2 separate regions of the Mus musculus genome follow, and region 2 is linked to region 1. The links are chromatin contacts, called in public HiChIP or PLAC-seq maps. All regions are on one chromosome and are shown on one strand. The core of a region is the stretch at or near the end of the contact, and the rest is flanking DNA. Distances in the headings are between cores, read along the strand shown.

The links. HiChIP or PLAC-seq counts read pairs in DNA pulled down with a chosen protein or histone mark.
Region 2: a BATF HiChIP or PLAC-seq map of CD8 T cells shows a contact between it and region 1, with 11 read pairs. The contact joins two enhancer-like sites. A contact is called at or near these places in 1 of 484 Hi-C or Micro-C datasets (nephron progenitors) and 2 of 115 datasets of contacts at active chromatin or transcription factors (CD8 T cells and embryonic stem cells).

What each region holds. Positions count from the first base shown.
Region 1 is chr10:44,481,336-44,486,041 of GRCm38.p6, forward strand. It overlaps a transcript of Prdm1 not described here. Among named protein-coding and RNA genes, the nearest start is that of Prdm1, 25 kb to the left of the region's middle. Within about 2 kb of position 1,981, at least 35 of the 459 cell types and tissues checked have an H3K27ac peak or open chromatin away from gene starts, as enhancers often do. A contact at or near this core is called in CD8 T cells, where this site is marked.
Region 2 is chr10:44,675,093-44,679,795 of GRCm38.p6, forward strand. All of the region lies in intron 2 of Gm35154 (a long non-coding RNA gene), which reads left to right. Among named protein-coding and RNA genes, the nearest start is that of Gm22503, 55 kb to the right of the region's middle. Within about 2 kb of position 1,684, at least 17 of the 459 cell types and tissues checked have an H3K27ac peak or open chromatin away from gene starts, as enhancers often do. A contact at or near this core is called in CD8 T cells, where this site is marked.

The DNA of each region.
Region 1 (4,706 bases), core at 731-3,230:
CAACTGCTTTTCTCCCCAGTTCACAGGTTGAAGTCCTGTTTCCCAATGTGACTTTATTAGGAGGGAATGAGAATACAGCCCCCTGAGGTATAAGCTGACTCCTACAAGGGACAATAGAGAGCTTCCTTACTCCCTTTCTGCCATGAGAATTAGTCTAGCACATGACAGGAGGCAGTCCTCACCAGAGCACAAACTATGCTCCATGGACCTTGGACCTCCTCGCTCGCGCGCAGCTCTGGGACAGACATCTCTGTCACGTGCTGCACTCTTGGAGAAGTTCCAACAGACTTGAAGGCTCTTCAGAGAATCACATGAGGCATGAAAAGAGCTTGTGGCAAATCTTGACAGAGGGTGGTATATACTTGGAAGGAGGTTGCCACAGAGAGAAGACTCACAAAGAGCTCCAAACCTAACCCTGTACAACTACAAGCTCCCTCCTGCCCAGGTAGGAGCATTAAAAAAGAGGGCAACTGTAAGTAATTTACATTAAGTTCTGCCCACTTTGAACAAAGCATGGAGAATATAACTTTCAGTCTATATCTATCCTAATTTTGTCTTCCCTACATCTGTACAACAAAAAGCAGGCCCACTCCTTAAGCCTCAAGGCTTCTTTTCTTAGAGTAAGGATGTAGGAATAAAAACTGATTTTTATTGGGTTCAATGCCAGCTCCAAAATCCCCAGCCAAAGAGACGAACAGTATTACACAGAGGAAGGACTAAATGGTTACTATGCCCATGTTAACTTCAAAAGATGAGTTACAGCTCTGCTAGAAATTTTGTCATTGTGAATAATTTAAAATGACTCACATGGTTTCCTTTCGACATTCTCTGCATTGATATCTGAAAAGTAAGTTATTAAAAAGAAAAAAAAATCAATGTTGTGCAGGAAGCCACTATATTTCCTTTCAAATTCAGGAGCTTGAACACTCAGACACAGAGTTAGTCAGACAGACACAGACACACACACACACACCTGCCTACTGATTTATATTTCATTTACTATGTATCCCAAGTCAACAATTGCGGTGAAAAATCAATTCCACTGCTTCCTGTCAGGGTTACAAGAACAGCCCTTCCATGAACATAGTTGGCAGGTGTATGAGACAAAAAGCATTCCTCTTCCTCTTCTTCTTCTTCTTCTTCTTCTTCTTCTTCTTCTTCTTCTTCTTCTTCTTCTTCTTCTTCTTCTTCTTTCTTCTTCTCCTTCTTCTTCTTCGTACCAACACAACATGAACGACAGCGTTTGGCCATGCTCTTTTCTCTAACTCAGTCATAAAAATTCTTGAGGTTCTTAACCTTACTGGAAAAGAAAACCTCAGATGACTATAAAGTAAATACACAGCATATTCCCAATATCATGGCCATCTTCAAGCAATTTCTCACACTTAGAATGCATTTATTTTTATATGAAGCAGATGCATGTCTTTGGGGCAAACCATGCCTTTTATTCTTATGTTGTGAAAGTCCCTTCTAATTAAAACAGGAAATACAAATTTCCTTGTCTAGTTCTAAGGATAAATCCCACTTAGCACGAGCAGCTGTCTGCAATTTCGGATGAACACTTTCTGGCTATTCTGAATGGACACTGCTGAATTCCTCTTTGGAGCACTTTGTATCCACATCCATTGTCCCAGGCGGCCCTTGCATACCTCCGGATCCTTCTCAAACAGAAGCCAAGCTGTAGCTTTCAAAACTGGAACTACAGAGTAGAGGTAGACTATGTTTCGGAGGAGGTTGTGGTAAGTTAAAAAACAAAACAAAAAACCCCGCTAAACTGTAAAATGAGGAGTCACTTAAGGAAGGCTTGGGGTTGAATGCGGGAGAGAATGACCACGCACTTCTTTTAAACACAGTTCTTCTGTAAAAGCTTTGTATTGCAGCTCAAATTGCAATTAGGAAGAATCTGGTCCCACCCTTCTAATTAAAAAGCACAAGTAGTTCCTTTACTGACCACAACAAAGGGCAGGCAGACACACACCCACTTCCTCCGGGGGAGCTTCTCTGGTTGGAGCTTCCAGGCGGCTTGTGTGTGGCTGATCAACAGGCTACAAGGTCTATCGAAATGCTACCCACTGCAGTGGGGTTTACGCTATTGTAAAAGCTAGATTAATATTATTACTAATTGCATAGGAATAGCCAGCTAGGAGCTGGGGAATGGGACTCAGTGCTAGTGTGCTTGCTTGCTTGGCATTCATGGGGCCCTGAGCTCCACCCCTACTGCCCCTTCCCCCAAAAGAAAGATGGCCGCTTAGCTTAGTTTACTTGCCCAGGAGAGACAAGAAGTGGCTACAACCAGAAGGCCAGCACAGCTCCTTTTAGAGAAGGATTCTGTATGCTCGAGTTCGTCTTGTGCCCACATCTATGTACCCTTCCGATTCCCAGCTGTGGCCTCCCACATGAAGCCTGGAGTAGGAGGCCCCGTATCCCAGGTCTGTGTGGTTAACAGAGGCTTGTGTTTCAATAGTGGAGTGAAACTACTTTCATAGATTCATCTGTAAGGAATTAGGAGACGAGAATTTCTAAGTTGAAAGTGTTCTCTTTTAACCTTAAATACCTCCAATTCTACTATCTGAAGCAATGTTTTTTTTTTTTGTTTTTTTGTTTTTTAAAACTGAAATGTTCCTATGAGCTCTCAATGCTTTTATTTGAACTCTGCAGCAAGGGTCTCATTACTTAGATTCAGGTTTACTGAAACTGACAGTGATACATTGAAACAACAGCAAGGCTTAAGGCTGATTCGAGTCTCAAAATCCAGTTAAGGGCCAGGACTTATAACCAGGAGTCTCCACAAATGCAGCAAGAAAGTTAATAAACACTACCTTTTTTTTTTTTTTCAACTGCAGCAATAAATTGTTCAGTTGGTGAAACGTCTTCAAGTTCTTCTCAAAATACCTTGGGAACTGTTTAATTAGCAAACTCTTACAACACTCAACAAATAGAAATTGGCAAGTTAAGGAGACACAAGGTCCCTCAAGCATTAACTGTGCTGATAATCTAATCCAAAGGCTTTTCAAAGGGACACGTAGTTCATTCTTCTTTCCCCGCCCCGGCCCAAGGTGGGGACACTCAAAGGAAAATCATTTTCCCTTAAAGTGTTCCAACAGTAAATAAAATATAAGAGGAGTTTCGATGATAGTTATAACCATGTATCAGGCTTCACTGCGATTAATATTATGTTTCCTGTGCACATACTGTAGGACTCGCATGGGCCCTCCCTAAGCAATGGCTGCATTTGCTTTGCAGAAAGATAATTCAAAGAAAACACTCCTTTAAGAAGTCTTCCTTTTGTTTCACTGAGCTGCAAGTAGGGCAACGTTTCTGATAATGCAGATATCTATTCATGATCAGCCTCCCACCTGATACTAGGACAGCTCAGGTAGCGGTGTGGCAGGGACTCTTAGCTATTAAACAGTCTTAGGGCAAAGCTCTGCAGTATGTTTTCGAGCCGGAGGTTGTGGTGGGTACGATAACATTTCTCTCCCCAGTGATGATGATACTTAGGGGAGGGTAATCTCTTTGGGAATGACAAGCCAAGCCTAACCCATTAATTATAGAGGACCCTGAAGTGGGATGTGCTCTGTATGAATGCTTTCCTTTCTCAGCTCATATAGTCTTGGGTAGGGCATAGGTTTGAGGGCTAGTCAAGTGCTGAAAGCTATGTCCCGGTCCCCAAAGCAGTATGTGTCATTTCAAAATGCACCAGTTCCAAGTGAGGGAGGGATTGCCAGTGTCTGTGATTTCTTACACCATTTTAAAGTGCCCAGAACTCTTCTCACCATGGTTAGACACAACGACAACGTGTTCTAATAACGATCTGAAGAACGTTCTTGCTGAAGGAATATTCATGAAGGAATCTAGTCTCATAAAGACAAAGGAAATCAGGCCTTTTCTTGGCCTAGGGAAGTTTGAAGTGCATGGAACAAAGTTGTTTTTCCTTCTTGGAAAGCCCAGTTGTGGCTCATTACAGTCACCATGCAATAACTGGGTAAGCTAAGCTGAACAAGGCTGTTCTTAGTTCTACCTGAACCAGTGGAGTATGAGTCCTTAAATTCTCAAGGATTACACATTGATCTGACAGTCATCTTCTTAGCTTGACGTGTCCCGGTGTTCGTTTGTAAAGCACAGGAGAAAACACTGGTTTAGTGGGAAAGTGTGCTTTCGTTTATTGTTTGTTTGTTTGTTTGATGTGTTTATTTTTAAACTCATGCAGGAATCTTTCAGATTGTGGACATCTTACTAAAAGAAAATCAAATATTATCAGAGGCAATCCTTGCTTCCCCATCTACCTGCAACTAAGGATAGTTTATTTGCTTGCTTTTGAGACATGGACTCCAGACATGGCTGGCTTGGAATTCTCAGTCCTTTTTCTGCCTTAGCTTCCAAGTGCTGAATACAGGTGTGTGCCACCACACTTGGTTTTAGGATTAGTTTTAAACGAGAGACAGACAAACATAAGGGAACAAGTAGCTTAAAGTGATACACTAAGTATACATGAAAGATTTTTACAGTCCATTTAGGAAGAGTCAAGCAGTTTCCTTCAAAGCCTGAACGCATCTTGAAGCCCTCTGTAGAATATGGGTTTGTACCTTCCTTTGCTTTTTTATTTTTTTATACACAGCTGTAAAAAATTAGTGAATGATTTTTTTCCCCTCCTGTTATCTGCTCGCCTGCTACACTGAGGTAAATGCAGTTACTGTATGAAGCCT
Region 2 (4,703 bases), core at 434-2,933, 190 kb after region 1:
TCTGCTTCGGTAACCTGAGCCCTCTCCCTTTTACTTCCATCCCCTTTGGCTGTCTTCTCATTTTGACTTTGTCTAATGGCAGAGCTTGATATGTGGTCATACTTCTCCTTGGACAGTGTTGCTTCTTTTAACATTGGGCTTGCTAAAAAGCTCACTGGTATTTGACTTAGACATGTGTAATAAGTTATCTAATGCTTTCAAGTCTCAGTTTCCTCATCTGTGAAATGAAACGGTTAGTCACCAGCCCATTGGATTTCTGTGATGATCAAGTGTAGTTGATGTAGCTTCAGTGCCTAGTGCAGTACGTGGGAGTTATAGATGCATGCTCGGAGGCCACCTGCTTCAGCCTTGTCCCATTCTTGCCAAAGAATCATTTGGAATAAAAGTTAAAGTGAAACTAACAGCTTGACAGAAATTGTACCAGCATCAGGCCCTGTAACCCAGGGTAAACAACTCAAAAGCAAACAACATTTCTGTTGATGTTTATTTTATTTTTGGTGAAGGATAACCTGTATCTGGAGGAAAGTATAAGCTCCCAAGTGCACAGAATCTTTAGGTTTCATATGTGCATGCTTCTCTGTTGCTTCCCAGTCCATAGCTGCCCTGGATGCCCATTTTATATTTCACTTGCATTGCTGGGGGACATGAGAAGACTGAGGTTCTGGTCCTGGCAGCTAGCCTTTAACCTTTAGGCTGACTTTTGTGTGATGGCCAACTTGTTATACCTGCCTGTGTGGATCCTTGAGTATGAAGTAGGTTTTTGTTGTTGTTGTTGTTTAACATTAATTTTTCCAAGACAGGGTTTTGATGTATACCCTTGGCTATCCTGGAACTCGCTCTAAAGACCACACTGGCCTCAAACTTGTAGAAATCTTCCTGCTTCTGCCTCCCAAGTGCTGGGCCATCACTGATTGAAGAAGTTTTTTACCTGAGGTAATATTTGATAGACTTCACGGGAAGTTCTGAGGCAAGTTGTCTTAGGACTAAGATATTTTCAATGCTATCAAAAAGTCAGAATTATGGGACAGAATCTTGGGCAGCTGAGACTTCTGTCATATATTTTATAGACACAATTAATTTGGTCAAATAGCTTTTTGTTTGACTAGACTTTAATGACTTCATCTATCCTTATGACAAAATGAAAATCTCTATAATTAGAGATAAGGTTTGAAAGGATAGAGTAAATTTTTCCCTGAGGAAGAACCTGGGACACATTCTCTGCCAGGATGCCTAGTTGTAATATGTGTCCTATAAAATGGCAATTCTTTCTGAGTTCTTCTCTATGAGTAGGAATCAGAACCTCTCATTCTTCCATTGTCTTCCATTACCATTGCAACAGTCTTTCCTTCTGGTTTTTCTCAGCCTGCTTCCTTTTGGTCTTCTTCTAGAGGAAGACCTTGAGTTATGGGTTTGTGCTAATGAGTTCCCTGCAGCTGAAACTCAGGAGTCAGCCTGGACTCCTGCTTCCTCCACTCTGTATCAGAAAATCTATATGCTCCGAAATCTGTCTGTTTCTCTCTATCTTCCCCTGCTTTAACTACCTTTATGTCCTGCTGAACTACCTCAGTGGTGACTCACTTCCGGCTTCCTTCTAGTCTCAAACAGAAGTTGTGGTGATCTGTTAAAATAATGAAGGAAAGCACCACTGTGTGCATCTTGTTCCCTCTACTTCCTCTTACGTCACACTCACTCCAGCTCTGTGCTCTAGTCCTTAGTTCTTCAGGATGTCATTCCTCTGCTACTGCCCTGTCCCATACACCCTTCTCTAATTGGACAGTGCATTTGTCCAATTCTAAAAATGTAATTTGCAGCTGGATTAGCTCAAATGCCCATTCCCCAACTAAATGTTCTCAACTTTTCCATCAGTGAAAGTTCCCAAGTTCCAGATACCAACTTTTTCATTCAAAGTGCTTGATTTGCATCTTAATAAGAGATGCTTGTTGGCAGTCTTTTTTAGCTGAAAAATTCTTTTATCAGACTATGACATAGTATTGGTTAGGTGTTCACTGGAGTAGATATATAGGATCCATTTTTTACACTGACTCATATATTGCTAGAACTCTGATAAGCATCAAACAAAATACAGTGAGCATAATTGAGGTCAGATATTTGATCACTGGGTGCATTGTAATGTGTTTTTCTATTCAGTATTTGCTCCAGTAAAGTCAAAGAAGAAATACTTCTCCCTAGGGATTTGCACATGTAAAGCAAATGTTGGCCGGAGAAAGACTTCATGGACAGGCAGTAATGGGGAGCATAATGTTCTTTTCTTCTGGTTCCATCTTCAGGAATGATGCCAGGTCCTTAAATCAGCATTTCTTTCCTTCTTTCTTCAATGGGAACACTATAAATAACAACAGATGTCTATGCTCCACCCCTATAATTTCCAATTCAATAATTCAGGGATACAACCTGAGAATTTACACTTCTAGCAAGTTCTCAGATGATGCTGATGGCACAGGTGTTGAACCACGCTTACTGAAACCACTTAAAGTAATTCTAGTACAAAATTCAGGCCCAGGCTCATCTCCCCAAACAAGGAGGGGTTCATTTGCCAATACCCAAATGTCTTTGTGAGTCTATAGGTATAGTGGTTGAAGAAGTGTGGGTGAGCAGAGGGAGAGCCCTTGATGATCCCACTGTTACAAGTTTGTGGATAATGTTCATGATTAGACAAATACTAATATTTCATTGGCATGTTGTGAGTAAGTAATCATGTTATTGGCTATTGCGTCTCTGGATCTTTTAAAAAATATAGTATATTAACTGGAGCACAACATGTTTTGGCAGGGGCAGGGCACCCACTGTTGTCCAAAGTAAGGTGCTACAAGCTAGCCAGGGAGTAATGGAGCACAAGGAAATCAGACAGACTTAGGTAAAAGCAGCTGCTTATGGATGAAATTGAATTTTAGTTTACACGTCAACTTTTTGAAAGAACACAGGTATGTAGATGGCAGGGTTTGCTATCCACAGAGCAGTGGCTGAAGAGTGCTTTGAGGAGCATGCATGGTTTTTGTTCTGTTTTCACAATCTCCTCCAGATTTCGGTTTTCAAATATGGGTCATGAAGGAGGTCACATGTTAGATATTCTACATATCAGATTTTACATTACAATTCATAACCATAGCAAAATTAGTTATGAATTAATAACAAAATAATTTTATGGTTGGGAGCTTCTTGGTAAAACATAAGGAAATGTATTAAATGGTAGCAGCAGGTTGAGAAACACTGGTTTAGATCAAGGGTCAGTCATTTTATTTTCTCTATAAGGCCAGAGACGGAAAATAGTTTAGGACTTGTGGGTCGTTCTATCTCCAAGACATCTTCTGAACTAGCCCTAGACACTATGTAAATGAATGAGTGTGACTGTGTCCTAATGAAACTTTATTTATAAAACCAGGTGGTAGTCAGATCCAGTACTAAGTCATGAGTAATTAGTGTTTTATTTATTTATCTTTATTTTATTGTCAGTTTTCTTTGATGATTGAACTGCTAGCTAGGACATCTCACATGAACTTTTTGTTTGGTTTTGATCACATACTCCTAGAAGTAATAACATCAAATATTTTAGCACAATGCTTTAATGAATAGACGATAACTTATAAATGGCATATCTACAATGTTCTGCTACATTATTTGCACTATAAAACATGACCCTAAAAACAAGTTTTGAAGGGACATGACAAAATAAATAAAAGCAGATGATCTACTTTACTGAGCATCCTTTTGGCTCTTGTAAACTCCTGTGAGACTTTGGAGGCCTCTCATCTTGATTGGTTTGAGAGTTCTTTGGTGGCATTGTTATGTGTGGTTTACCACTTAGGAGGTACTGCTGCCAGGTGATTTTTGGCTGAATCAACTAGAGAGTTAGCTCTGGATCATCTGTATTAACATGAAAAAGAAGTATAATCAACTGAAAATGAAAGAAGATGACTAGAGGCCAGGAGTTCATTGAGGTTGAGCATTTGGTAGGGCTATGGATGCAGTGAACATGAAAGGAACTTGGTGTCTTCTCTAGGCATACGTGACTTAAAGAAAAAAAGGTACAGAAGCAGCAAGGCTTCCCAAGATCACTCCAGTCATCAACACACAATAAAACAACATTCATGTTCAAAAGGTATGGGTAAAGATTTGTTACTTTCTATGTGACCCTTTATAAATTCTTTATGAATGATCTCTTAAGGAAATTGCAGTATGGAGAAATTACACATGTAAAATTCACTAGCAGTCTTTGGAGGTAACCTATCAAATGGGAGCTGTTTCAGGACCTTTAGAAACTGCAAATTGGAGATTTAATCTGTGATAAAAGGTTTGACCTTGGAATACCTGGTTCTCCAGGTGGTCTAGTACTTATTCCTGGTTCCCATGGAATTGGAGAGGATTCTAAATGTTGGAAGTAAGATGGTTTACAAAGGACCTGGGAGGGTATTTAAGCATTCTGAATAGGAGTAATACAGCAACAGTTGTTTCCACCCACTGTGGGCTTTGGTTTATGGGAACTCTTGGCTGAGTAGCTAGTTCGTCTTACACAGTTGCATCTAATGTCCTGCTCCTGATGGCATATCTGCACAAATCCATTTGCCCTTTCTTCCTTTTTGGATGTACTTCTGGGCATTTCCCTCTCAACATGCTAGGGATGGAAGTCCCCAAAGGTTTGTTCCCTTTCTCTAAGTCAGTGTTTCCATGGTAAGAAGTACAAATAT